Regions from separate parts of the Pan troglodytes genome. Here region 2 is linked to region 1. The links are chromatin contacts, called in public HiChIP or PLAC-seq maps. All regions are on one chromosome and are shown on one strand. Each heading gives the region's core, a stretch centred on a gene start, on an enhancer-like site or on the middle of the called end of the contact. The rest is flanking DNA. Distances are from core to core; before and after follow the strand shown. Region 1 holds the start of RNF6 (ring finger protein 6). Region 2 holds the start of WASF3 (WASP family member 3).

What was found. HiChIP or PLAC-seq counts read pairs in DNA pulled down with a chosen protein or histone mark.
Region 2: a contact with region 1 is called in an H3K4me3 HiChIP or PLAC-seq map of stem cell-derived excitatory neurons, with 2.4 times the contacts expected there. The contact joins the promoter of WASF3 here to the promoter of RNF6 in region 1. A contact is called at or near these places in 1 of 7 Hi-C or Micro-C datasets (stem cell-derived neural progenitor cells) and 1 of 1 datasets of contacts at active chromatin or transcription factors (stem cell-derived excitatory neurons).

Annotation. Positions count from the first base shown.
Region 1 is chr14:25,386,651-25,393,503 of NHGRI_mPanTro3-v2.0_pri, reverse strand. RNF6 (ring finger protein 6) reads left to right here and starts at 3,696. Exons shown (of 9, transcript XR_010150399.1): 1 at 3,696-3,773; 2 at 5,458-5,540.
Region 2 is chr14:25,719,465-25,726,240 of NHGRI_mPanTro3-v2.0_pri, reverse strand. WASF3 (WASP family member 3) reads right to left here and starts at 2,107. Exons shown (of 10, transcript NM_001362408.1): 1 at 1,990-2,107. It overlaps LOC134808209 (a long non-coding RNA gene), which reads left to right and starts at 2,297. Exons shown (of 3, transcript XR_010150758.1): 1 at 2,297-2,384; 2 at 2,659-2,758; 3 at 3,077-3,811.

The DNA of each region.
Region 1 (6,853 bases), core at 2,447-4,946:
TATACTCAGAGGTGGGATGCTTTCATCATACGACACAGTAAGAGTCCCACTAAACTGAAAGCTATGGCTGCTCTCTGATCACTGTGGGCTCTTAATGTTGGAAGACCTGCAAGCAAACCATCAGAACAAGGTGGAGGCTGCTGCTACATAATTAGACCAGAGAGGAATGCACTGGGTACTCAGGAGATCCAATGGGGGCATTTCTTGGTATTCCTGTGCCTAGTTGTAACTGTAAATGAATAAGTACAGCCACCATAGCCTGGTAAAAGCATGATAATCAGGGTCTGAAACCCCTCAGGGATGAGTGCCTGGTTCAATCCATCAGTCAAGCCACCTGCACCAGCAGAAGTGCTAGCTGAGGTGGAGGGGAATCTAGAAAGGGTAGTGCAGGAGGGAGATAATAAGTATCAGTTATGGCCTTGGAACCAGCTGCGGCAACAGGGGCTGTAGTTTGTCCCAATACCCTTGTCTTTTAAAAATTTCCCAGAAATTGGGATTAGAAACTGCTCAGATGGAGAAATTTCACATGAGAAGCAAAAGATCTCAGCAATACAAAGCGTGGACCATAGTGAACGTTTTTTGTTTCCTGCCCAAATCCACTCTATAAGCTCATGCATCTGTACTCCAGCTGCTGGGAGTGTTGGATAACAATTTCAGCTGCCTTCTTCTCTAGAGAATTTCCCTTGGCTAAAACAGGAGCCACCTCACGCATGAGGTTCTGCTGCAATCCTGCCCCTGAAGATCTCACCCAATGAGGGACAGGCATGTACGTACAAAGAGCTGGCCAACAAGGCCACTTGGTGGTGAATTTCACGGGATCAGTGGAGGCTCATTCTTGTTTCCTTGTCCTCCTGGCCAATCCTGTTTCCTCTATCCCCTTCTCCAGAGTGCACCGTCCTAATAAAACACTTCAATAACAATCCTTGTCTCAGGTTTCGTTTCTAGATAACCTGATCCAAGACCATCTCTGGCCTAATTAAGACCCTGGTTATCAGGAGTATCCTTGAGGGTTGTTTTTATATGCAGAAAAGGACTATTCCGAAGTTTCTCTTGAGGAATGAAATACTGAGACATGCTACAACATGATGACCCTTGAAAACATTATGCTAAGTGAAAGAAACCAGACACAAAAGACCACATGACGTAGAATACCATTTGTTTGAAATGCTCAGAATAGGCAAATCCAGAGACAGAAAGTACATTAGTAATTGCCAGGGGCTGGGAATAGGGTGGAGTAGGAATGAGAGTAATTGTTAATAGGTATAGGGTTTCCTTTGGGGAGATGAACATGTTTTACAATTAGATTGTGGTGAATGCTGCGCAAGTCTGATTATACTAAAAACCACTGGATTATATACCTTAAATGGGCAAATTTTATGGTATGTGAATTATATCTCAATAAGGCTGTTAAAAGAGCTATAAGGAAATAAAGAACATATTATTTAAAAAATCTTTGTCTTAAACAGTTAATATTCAACTTATTAGTTCCAAATTCAATGTCCTAGTTACAACTTAGGTTTTTACGTTTGGTTTACAGCTCTTATTATTCTAGTGGTAAGCATAGTAAATCTTTCTGTTTTTGTTTTTTTTTGAGATGGAGTCTCGCTCTGTTACCAGGCTGGAGTGCAGTGGCACGATCTCAGCTCACTGCAACCTCCACCTCCCAAGTTCAAGCGATTCTCCTGCCTCAGCCTCCCAAGTAGCTGGGACTACAGGTGTGCGCCACCACGCCCAGCTAATTTTTGTATTTTTAGTAGAGATGGGGTTTCACCGTGTTGGCCAGGATGGTCTCAATCTCTTGACCTCGTGATCTGCCCGCCTTGGCCTCCCAAAGTGCTGGGATTACAGGTGTGAGCAGCTGTGCCTGGTCAAGTATAGTAAATCTTAACAGTCATTTGGAATTAGCCCTTCACTAACTTTCAATCTCATTCATATACATATTTAATTATCTTCAAACCAACATTTTAAACTGTATTTATAAATTTAATATTTTATCTCATTCACAAGTACTTCAAATGTTACATGTAATTTCATCTTTAAATCGTATATAATAATTTTTAAACTAATAATAAAACAATATGGGGAGCCTATATTTCTCTTTGCTGCTCTGATGCCATCCATAAACTTAGTAAGATTTCAACTTAAACTTAAAACTTGAAATCGAGTGCTCCATTTTGTTTTAAATTGTAATTAAGGCTGTCGTTTTATGAAGCCAAAATCTTTTAAACATGACAAGTACATAATTTACCAGATATACAGAGAATCCTTTTAATGTTATGGTTTTAATTATTTTACACCTTTGTATTCCTAATTGTAAAAAGTCCAGGAGTTACATGAGGCATACACATTACAAAGGCCAGGTACCAATCCAATAAACAGAAATTAATCAGACCAGAGACCTTGGCAGGTTCTGAGACCTGGAGTAGATATCCAGAATGATTCATCTGTCTGTTCCAGCTGTTGTATCTAAGCCCCTCTTTGTAGTCATTTTGTCTTGGACTACAAAAACTGAAGCAAGGTGTTGGATTCAAGTTACATACATTACCTGACTCTCTACTCACAAAAACCTGCAGCTTCCTACCTGGTAAATCACTTGATTGGATTTTTATTTAGACATTTTTATAATAGTTTTTTTTTATTCTTAGGGTATATAATAGGAAATAGGAAAAATAGGAAGAGACACATGTCTTTTCCACTCAACATGCAAAAAGTATTTGCACTTGGATTATTGCATTTGATTGCACTCTCCAAAATTCACAGATATTAAAAATGATTTCTACTTGTTATTTTCTATGATGTGTGTTCACAATATCTGAAGTCGTTGTACTATGTGCATTAATCCCGTTTGCCAAAAGATTGCACTTTTCTCTGCTCATCTATGCAGTAGGCTGAGGAGAATGTTCTGCCAAGTGCTGTGCTAAGTTCTGGGATTACAAAAATGAACTAGACCATTTGATCACACTCAAGGAGTTCAGACTCTAGGTAGTAAAGACCTAAAAACAGAAAATCATTTTAAGTATTTGCTCAATGGCTCTTTTTCCATGGGAAAAGAGGGCAAGGACTTCATTCTATGAGGACATGACTGTCTGATTCACGGCTGTCATCACCAGCACCTAATACATAGTCACACTCAGTATTTGTTAAATACATGAATACATGCTAAAATAGGGTTATATATAGAGGGAGTATGGGAGCCCCCAAAAGGGACATTTGCTTAGTTTTATGTGTAAATATCGGGCTGGAGGGTGAGGTAAGGGTGTTACTTCAGAGGTATTAGGAAAAATTCCTTAAAGATGAGAACTGAGCTGAGTTTTGGGAGACAGAGGAAATTAGGTAAAAGTGGAGTTGGGGGTTGCTTAGGAGTTCCCATATCTTGTGGCGGAACTTCAAGCAGTTTCGGAGTGCCAAGACAACAGCCTGTAAATGTAAGCAGCAGAAAGATCTGGAAGGGCTTTCTAGGCTGTTTTATATATTTCCATTTTAGTATCCATATCCATATGCTTATTTTAAACACTTGTCCATAGATCCTTACTACACTGGTAGCTCATTGATGCTAAGGACTGCATGTAGCGTGTTATCCAGGTGCCCAGCATAATAATGGGGATATGGTAGTTCCTCAAAAGTTAATGCAGAAATGAAAGAACAAACGGAAGAATAACAAGTAACGGCATTGTGAGCACTCTCCAGTGAAGTCATCAGATGGTAGGGATGTCAGGAAAGGGGACTATACCAGGTTAGACAGAGACCTACTCAGCATCTTAACTAATGGTGAGGTAAGTTTAGTAAGCCTCACATCTCAGAAATAAAATCAGAGAGAGGAATGTTGGGAGTTTCAAACTGCTTTCCTAGCAGGAAGGTGAAAAAACACAAAATATAGTGGGGTGCGGTGCCTCATGCCTGTAATCCCATTTTGCTGAGGTGAGAGGATTGCTTGAGGCCGAGTACGAAACCAGCCTGGGCAACATAGCGAGACCCCCGTCTCTACAAAAGAAAAAATGTGAAATTAGTGGCAAGCGCCTGTAGTTCCAGCTACTGGGATGAGGAGGGAGGATCGCTGGAGGCTGCAGTGAGCTACGATCGCTCCAGCCTGGGCGACAGGATGAGACCTTGTCTCAAATAGAGATAGATAGACAGACAGACTTCAGAATTTATTAGGGTTTGTAATTTCCAGGTTCCAACGCACAGCAAGGGAAAGGGCCTGGCTGGGTAGTACGTTACACCCGGAAGTAAAGAGACGCATACACCGTTGGGTGCACTTTATAGTCTGGCTGGCAAACAAGCGACACCGAGGCGCAGAGTTAAGTGCTGGGACTTCCCAAGCCTGGAAAGCAGACTGTGTCTCTGCGACTACGCGGCTGCCACGAGCGCTGAGCGGCCGGGCATTTGGCCTCGAGGAGGAGGCACTGTAAGGGCGGCGCAAGAGGGCGGAACGCGGGACGCCAAGCACCCTAGCTCCCGACGGACGCAGTTTTCAGTCGCACGGGCGAGCTCCGGGCCGGCTGCGGAGCGACTCCCCTCCGCCAAGTGGGCGGCGTGGCTGTCGGGAAAGAAGGGCTGGGATCTGCCGTTCTTCCTCCCGAGTATCCCCTCCAGCTGGACGACCCCACGCTGCAGCACGGGCTTCCGGCTTCTCTCCTCAGTGGCCAATTCGAGGGCACAGCGGGCTGTGGAGGCGCGGCGGCAAGCCTATCCCGCCTCCCAACCACAGCCTCCAGCACCCGAGAGAACGGCCGCCCACAGCACACGTTTTCCGGAGAGGAGGGCGAAGGCCCAAGACCTGGAGAGGTGGGCTCGAGGGAAAGATCTGGGTCCCACCACTACTTCCTGGAGACGCCGGGGAAAGCAGGCCATCCTTCGAGCCACCCATCTCTTCTCCGATTGGTTAACTGCCTTCTTTTTGCGCTCCGCTGGCTGGTGATTGGTTGGGATGCACCGTCTATCACCTGCTTCCTTGTGAGGATCTAGGTCTCTAAGGGAAGCGTTAATTGAGGCTCGGTTGGGAAGAGGTTGGTTGGGCCTCTTGAGCCCACTTTATTTATCGTAGTGGGGATCGCCCCCCGGCGCGAGCTTCCGTCGCAACGGCCGGGAAAGAAACCAGTAGCGGGACGGAGGGCGGGGGTGGCAAGAAAGTCAAGGTTTAGAAGTAAGCCGGAGACGCCTAACCCTGGTAACGTCCGAATGGGAACGGGATAGGAAGGAAGGCCTTTGAGAGAGGAGGCGTAAACCCAGGAACAGTGACAGTGTAGGACGAAAGGCCTAAGTTTGTTGCGGAAGGTAGGGGCCTTGCGGGAGGTTTTCGTGACCTAATTGTATGGGGATCTAATTTTCTAGATGTGTCTAACAAAATCCACTGGAGAATTTGCTTTGGCTTTGCAGCAGAGTGGGGAGACTACCACCCGTTCCTGGCCTTTAAAGAAACAGTTTATTGAATTATTCAACTCTCTTTTATTGCTTCAGATGGGCAGCTCTCAAAAAAGGCACAAACAATTGAAGGATGGATACCATGGCATATGTTAAAAGCGTGTTGAAAGGAAAATAAGGTATTCGCTTTGTTTTCATTGTGATTAATTGTATAAGAAAATTACCTTTAAGGAGAAGCTCAAGTTTTAAATAATATTAGGGTAACTTGATTTTATGATAGGCTTCAACTTGTAAAATTATTTATTACAAAAATCCTATTATTGCTGTACCTACGAAATATGCTCTTTGCTAATTATGGTCTTAATCTGAAGATAGAAATCTTGAGTTTTTAGTAGTGTTAGTTCATATTTGAGTGGATAATGTTACTAGGTCATTTGTTCAAAATGACATAATAAAATAACCACAGTGAAAAAAATCCTTGAATTTGTAATTTAGTGTTACAGGTGAAATTGAATAGTTGCTTACTCCAACAGTATTTTAGACTTGTGGGCTAATTTCACCTTATATTTAAAGCAGCTTGCTTATTAAATACCTAGTGTATTTCAAGAGGCAGAGTTGCACAGTTGCTTCACTGGTAGCCTAGCCATTTGAGCCTCCAGCCTCTACTGAGTCAGGTGCTGTATTACTCATACCCTTTAGTGACATGCCAGAAATTGTCGAGGAAGAGTTTATTTCATCTGCGGAACACCCAAATTAGCTCTTAACAGCAGACCTGGTCCTACCCTGGAAAACTCTAATCAAGGATTGGGGATGAGATTTGGGCATCTAGATTTTTAAAAATACCCTTAAGTGAGTTTGAGAACCATTGCTTTAGTGTGACTTACTGAATAGATGTATTTAAGAAATTCTAAAATATTTATGAAACAAACATCTTTCTCTCTTGATTTCCATGTAATTTAAAAGTGAGCTTCTCAGGAGTGACACTTAAATATAATCCAAAAATAGTGGTTTCTTAGGCAAAGTCAGGAAGTTTCACTGGCATTCTGAAACTCCTGGGACTAACCATTCCAGGCTTAAGGATGAGGTTTGATATGGGGTGATACAAAGTGCTCTGATGCACTTTCACAATCCTTGAGCCGTACATGATATCTTGTTTCCTGTTGGGTTTCAAAGTCTTCCTGGTAAGCTTTAATAAGAGACCACCTTCCAGTCTGTTCAGTAGATATTAATTAGGCTAAATGATTTTCACCTCAACAAAGTACAGTGGGGGATAATATTACATTCATGAGCCTTATTTTGGAAAGAATACCTTACTGAAAACAAATGTACATTATATCATCCCAGTATCCCTTTGCTCATTAAGTGAAGAATGTGCATAATTCAAGCCTAAAATTTGTAATTAATGTGAAGTACCCAGATACTGAAACATAAATGAGGACTTCTGGATCAACTTTTCCAGATCGTCAACATGGTCAAAAATGAGATAATCACT
Region 2 (6,776 bases), core at 858-3,357, 330 kb before region 1:
AAAAAAAAAAAAGAAAGCAAAGCAAAGAAAAAGAGATTCAAGGTCTACAGCAATGGAGAGCCACCCAAAGTGAAAAACAATCTGGGAGTACTCTTCAAAGAAAGTCCTTGGAATTCCAAAGACGATCACTAGTACTAGCCCGTGAATAGGGACAATTCATTTAATACTTGCATTATAACGCAATTGTTTTAATCAAAACATCCCAATAACCAAAAGGTTACCTGCCATACATAGGTTTCTATGGGAACCGCAACGTGTGACTACAAAGACACACTGACAAGAGATAGGAGGCTACAATGTTGGCATGACCACTTAGCAAAGTGTGTTCCACCTTTGTTTTCGTAATTGTTGAAGATAGTGAAGCACATCTTTGACTATTAGGTTGTAAATTTTAAAGCAAACAGATTTTTTAAAAACAAATGCTATTAAGCAACTTCATGTCAGCCAACTGGAAATGCAAGAACAATTTCTATATGTAGATAGTTCTAGAATAAGCACAGGTTGGAAGGTAAATATAATAGTTGACCAAACTTTCCAATATTTAAACATGTGAAAAGACACAGCTTTTGTGAATATCAACTAAGAAAATCTTTCAAGATGAAGAAAAATGAGTACTACACTGAAGTCATTAGAACCCTGGGAGAAGGGAGCTGGAGAGGACACAATGAGAATGCCTTTGGGAAAGGTCAAACCCAGCTTTCGTTTGTTTAACCTCTCAAGCAGATAAAAGAACTAGCTTTAAAGAACCACTGCATTGTTTAACTGCTAGAAAAGGAGAGTTGGGTAAAGCACATATAAAAAGAAGCAACAGAATTTGCCCTAGAGACAATAGAAAGATTAGTCAATTACAATACTTTGAACTTAGTTTTGATAGAGTCGCATTTTAAGCTTTAGATAAACCTAATTTTTAAGATGCAAAATATTTCAAATAGCTATCCTCTCCCCCTTATAAAAAGTAGACTCTGAATCTTAAAACACCATGTTCTGCTATGCATTTAATCTGAAGAACTGCGAAAAGTAGTCTTTTTAATTTTCAGTTTTTGAAAACTCGAGACTGTTGCTGGAAGTAAACCGCTAATTTAAAAATTAACCTTAAAATGAGAAAGAATTCCTATGATGCTCCCATTCATCCCTAAGCCCATCACATAGTTTCTGAATAATTAAGAACTCTCGTCTCCACCAGGGAACTCTCCCTTGCAGAGGGGCCAAATCAAGAAGCAATCGCCATTGCACGTCAGCACCACAAACTGAGAGGAAGCTTCTGCCCTCGCTAAAGCCCAGGCGCGCGGGTAAAGTCCCCCGGAGATGATACCCCGCGCGCCGCGGCTCCGTGCGCGCGGTCCCCCGCACTCGCGGGCCGCCCCACCTCCTCCCCTGCACTCCAAGAGTCCGGCCTGGTCTCCGAGGCCGGGAGCCACGCGGCCCCGCAGCCTCGAGGGAGAGGACGCCCGCAACCAACACGCACGCGGGCACCAAGAGGGCACAGGCCAGGGCGGGGAGGGCCGAATGGGGCCGGGGGGCACGCGGAGCTGGACCAGACCCAGCGAGGGCGCGCAGACACTGAACGGATGCGAAGGTCCCGGACGCGGAGCGGCCCGGGGCGTCGTGCGTGGGGCGCGAGCGGAGGCCCGGGCGCCACTTACGGCGGGGAGGGCGGGTGGCTGCCCCGAGTCCAGGGAGCGCGCACCGGACGGCAAAGGGCCGGAGGCCCGGAGGCGCGGGAGAGAAGGGCCGCCTGGCCGCGCCGTGACGGCGAGAAGCCCCTGCCAGCGCGGGAGCCGGCCGGGAGGATGCGGCCGGGCTGCAGGGATAGGCGCGAGGCGGCGCCGCAGCCCGCAGTGGGCCCCGCCGCCCGGCCGGAGCGCGCGGCGATGCAGCAACTTCAGTTCGCCGTGGGGCCGCCCCTCCCCCGACAGCCGCCCGGCCCGGAGCCGAGAGGGCCACAGCAGCCTACAGCGGAAAGCCGGGGCGACCGCAGCCCTCACTCACCGGTCCGCGGTCCCGCCGCCGGCGCCGGGGCTGCGCTCCGAGCTCCATCGTCCCGCCGCGCCGTGGCCGCCCGGCGCACCCGCCTCGCACCACACCGCACGCAGCGGCGCGAGCGACGCCGCCTCCGGCCCGTCCACGGCCGCGGCCACGCCCCCTCCCGGCGGGGGGGCTCGGCTGGAGCAGGAGGGGGGCTCAGTGCCGGCTCCACCAACCAGGGCCAACTCACGGGGCCGCTTCACCAGGATTGGCGAGTGCCTCGGCCAATAGGGAGCCGGCGAGCGCGCGGAGCGACGGTGCCGAGGGGCGGGGGATTGCGGAGGCGGTGGCTCTCACCGTTGGTCCTCCGCCCCCAGCTCGGGATGAGGCTTAGGCAGCGTCCTTTCCAGCGAGGAGAGGTGGGGATACTTCGGGCCAAGAGACCCTTGTATCACCTCTGGTTGCTAGGTGCCCATTACAGTACCTTTGAGTTTGCGCTTATATCCTAATCCTCCCTGGGTGTTGAGGGCTCCTGCACAGAGGTCCTCTACCTGTAAGGTGTCAGACGTCCTCCAGGGCTGAGGCTTCAGGCAACCCTGAGAGGACTGTAGCCCTGTTCATGGGTTGGTTTTATGCCCTGCTCAAATTCGTTAGCATTCTGCCTTTAAAATCTTCCCATCTCCTTCAACACAGATTCTTCTGTTTTTATCACCCTATCACCAGTCTCTCTCCACCCTAGATGTGAGGAAATCCACAATACTTATTAAAAATAAGATATCCCTGAAACTGCCAGGTAAGCCCTGCCACAGTGGAACATAGCCACGTGCGACCAGATGACTGAGGCATAAACAAACTTAAGAAAAAGAAAAGAGGAGGAAAGGAAAGGAAGAGAAGAAAAGATAGAAAAGCCAAGATAGAAAAGCTAGGTCACAAAGGAAAGGGGTTTAAAAACATCTAATAGAAATGTTACCTTTATTTTAATTTGCATGCCTTTATTCTTTTTATTTACCAATAGGATCACTAAATTGAAAAACTTTTAGGAAAAAATTTTAAATTCTAATGAATAGTTCAAGAAACACTAATTCAAGTTGGTTTGCTCTTTTCTTTACAGATGTGTAATAATGATCAACATCTAACTAGAGACAACTAAAAGTTGGAAAAAATGAATAGCAGTTGATAATTTCACCAAAGTTTGCAACACCAGAAATGCAGTAGAAAAATCATGCAGCCCTCTTCATAAAATGTCTAATCTATTAACCTGCATTACTTCCAAAGGAGGGATTTTAAAAGCTCTTTTTAAAGATGACGTATATTCAGTTTCCATAAAGTGCCATCATTTTAAAAAATTGCTGGTAATTAACAAGGTAAACAGGATTTTGGTGAATAATTACAGTGACCCAGTATTTTAAATATTGATACTAGAGTGACAAATGTCTGCTGAATTGAAAGCTAAATTGGCATTCAAATTAAAATGACTTTCCTTCATTTCATCTTCACTTACCCAGAGGAATAGCTTCCATGTCTATATTTAGGTCATTAATTTAGAACTCAAAAATATGAAAGTATAGATACCCAGAGTGTTTTCAAGGTTGCTAATCATATTTCCCTGGCTGCTTCCCTCTTCGGTGACCCCAGCCTTATAAACCGCTGCTACACTTAGTTTGCACTCACTGTTAGCCCTTAATCACATCATCCCAAAGTGTTCAGGTTTGTTTCGTATAGGTCAGTCTTACCTCTCTAATTAGATCATCAGTTCCATGAGGATAAGGTCCTTATTTTACAGTCCTCTTTCCTCCTTTTATAATGCCTAGTACAGTGCTGAGCATGTGGTAAATATGATTCTATTCCTAGTGTTGTGGTTCATGGTACAAATAAATTATTTCAAATATGGTCTTGTGTGAACCAGTCCTTTAAATAAAAACTGCTTAGAGCAGTCTTGTTGGAGGATTAGAGCCCACCGCTAATAAGTGCCTCATCCTTAATAAGTGCTTGAAAAATGTTGCTGCATCAGGGAGTGAATTGGTGACCTGTAACAGAATCTTGACTAAAAGTGCCTACTAAATAGGGGTGCTTCTTACCACAAAACCAGAAACCTGGAGACAGCCACAGGGCTTCTGTAATATCTCTTCTATGGTGTCATTGTGTCTCAGGCTCTTTCTAGCCATTGTCTCTGCTATCCTTGTCATGTGATCTCTGTCTTCATCCTCACAGGATGCCTGCTTCCCTTCTAAGCATTGCATCACATTCAGGAAAATGGTAGGGGGATGGGTAAAGGGCAAAAGATCAAAGAGGTGCATGCCCGGTTGGGTCTGCATCTTCCTGGGAAGCTTTACCCAGCACCTTCTGCTTGCGTTTTATTGGCCAGCCACGTGTCACATGACCACCTTTAGCTGCAAAGGAGTTTGAAATGCTAAGTATTTAAAGTTGGGGCATTGGCTGGAGAAATATTAGAGTTTTGTTAGTAATGGAAAAGAGGAATGCAGACCTTGGGTATGAGAGTGGCAGTACCTGATGTAGTTGCTGAATAAATGAATTCATGATTGAGCCCTCACTCTATTTATTCATAAGACCCACTTTTTTAAAAAGGCCACTCAGGTGTCAATTAAAAAACAATACAATTTTCAAGTGAGCAAAAGATCTAAACAGACACCTCCCTAAAGTGGAGTTGACAATACACAGATGGCAAATAAACATGCTCAATATCATGTGTCATTAAGGAATTGCAAATTAAAACAACAATGAAATACTATGACATACCTACTAGGATGGCTAAAATAAAAAAGCTAACAGCAACAACAACAAAAAACCTAAGGATCCCAAATACTGGCAAGGATACAAAACAACAGGAATGCCCATCCATTGCCGATGGGAATGCAAAATGGTACGACCACTTTGGAAGACAGTCTGGCAGTTTCTCACAAAGCTAAGCATAGTCTCACAATTCAGTCCAGCCATCACACTCCTAGGTATTTACCCAATTGTGCTGAAAACATGTCCACACAAAAACTTGTACCCAAATGTTTATTCATAATCACGAGACCCTGGAAGAATCAAAGATGTCCCTCACAAGGTGAATGAATAAACAAATTGCAGTACATCCATACAATTGAATGTTATTTCATGATAAAAAGAAATGAGCTATCAAGCCATACAAAGACATGGAGGAAACTTAAATGCATATAGCTAAATGAGAAAAGTCAGTCTGAGAAGGCTACAGACTGTATGATTCTAAGTATATTCATTCTGGAAAAGGCAGTAGGAACCATAGTTAACAGAATAAAAAGAAAGTTTTGTTTCTTAAAATTTTTTAAGCAGGGTCACCTTTGCTGTATTTATGGACCTTTATTGCAGTCACAAATTCTATTGTCCTTCAACTATTGGTAAATCTTTTTTAAAAGTTCTTTATCATTGTACCTTTTAAGAAGTTTTTGGGCTATGTGCAGTGGCTCACACCTGTAATCCCAGCACTTTCGGAGGCCAAGGCAGGAGACTTGCTTGAGGTCAGGAATTTGAGACCAGCCTGGGCAATATAGTGAGATTCCCATCTTTGCAAAAAATAAAATAATTAGCCAAGAGTGGTGGCATATGCCTGTAGTCCCAGCCACTCAGAAGGAGGCTGAGGCAGGAGTGTCGCTTCAGCCTAGGAGTCGGAGGCTGCAGTGAGCTGTGCTCACGCCGTTGCAATCCAGCCTGTGTGACAGAGTAAGACTCTGTCAAAGAAAGAAAGAAAGAAAGAAAGAAGGAAAGAAAGAAAGAAGGAAGGAAGGAAAGAAAGAAAAAGAAGGAAGGAAGGAAGGGAAGGAAAGGAAAAGAAAAGAAAAGAAAAGAAAAGAAAAGAAAGTTTTGGGGAGGTTTTCCTGACTTTTTATATTAAAATTTTTCCAATGTAAAGAAAAATTGAAAGAATGGTAGAAGGAACACCCATATACCTTTATCCAATTACACAAGGCCACATTTGCTCCATCAGTCTCTCTCTCTGTCTCTCCATAATTTTTTTTTTTTTTTTTTTTGAGATGGAGTCTCGCTCTGTCGCCCAGGCTGGAGTGCAGTGGCGTGATCTCGGCTCACTGCAAGCTCCGCCTCCTGGGTTCACAAGATTCTCCTGCCTCAGCCTCCCAAGTAGCTGGGACTACAGGCGCCCGCCACCACAACTGGCTAATTTTTTGTATTTTTATTAGAGACGGCGTTTCACCGTGTTAGCCAGGATGGTCTCGATCTCCTGACCTCATGATCCGCCTGCCTCGGCCTCCCAAAGTGCTAGGATTACAGGCGTGAGCCACCGTGCCCGGCCTCTCCATTATTTTTTAGCTGAACCACTTGAAGACAAATTGCAAACACCAAGATACTCTACCTTAAATACTTCAGCATATATCTCCAAAATAAAAATGTCTGGATCATTCTAGTGTACAAGCAGAGCCGTGCATAGCCTATAAAATGGAACCGTGGAGACTCGATACCTGTAACTACTCCAGACTCCATTACTACCCCCTCCCAACTTTTTCTCTGTAAATATTTGACCAACCTGGTATACAATGCTGGTATTATACTGAAGTACAGTAAAATAAAATCTAGCAGCAGGGAAACTGGTGACAAGGTATTGTGGTCAAGAGAATTCTGGTGATGCAAGTGACTGTCAGTGTTCTGTGAAATCCCGTGCATGCAGCGTGTAGTGAAGCCAGTCCGGGGCCCACAGGGCAGTGAGATGCAGCTGTCTAGCATTACGATAACTGAACAGCTCTCAAGCATATTCCTAATAAGAATATGCTTCACAACTATTTTTAAAACCTCTTGAATTGTGCCATCTTTGTTCT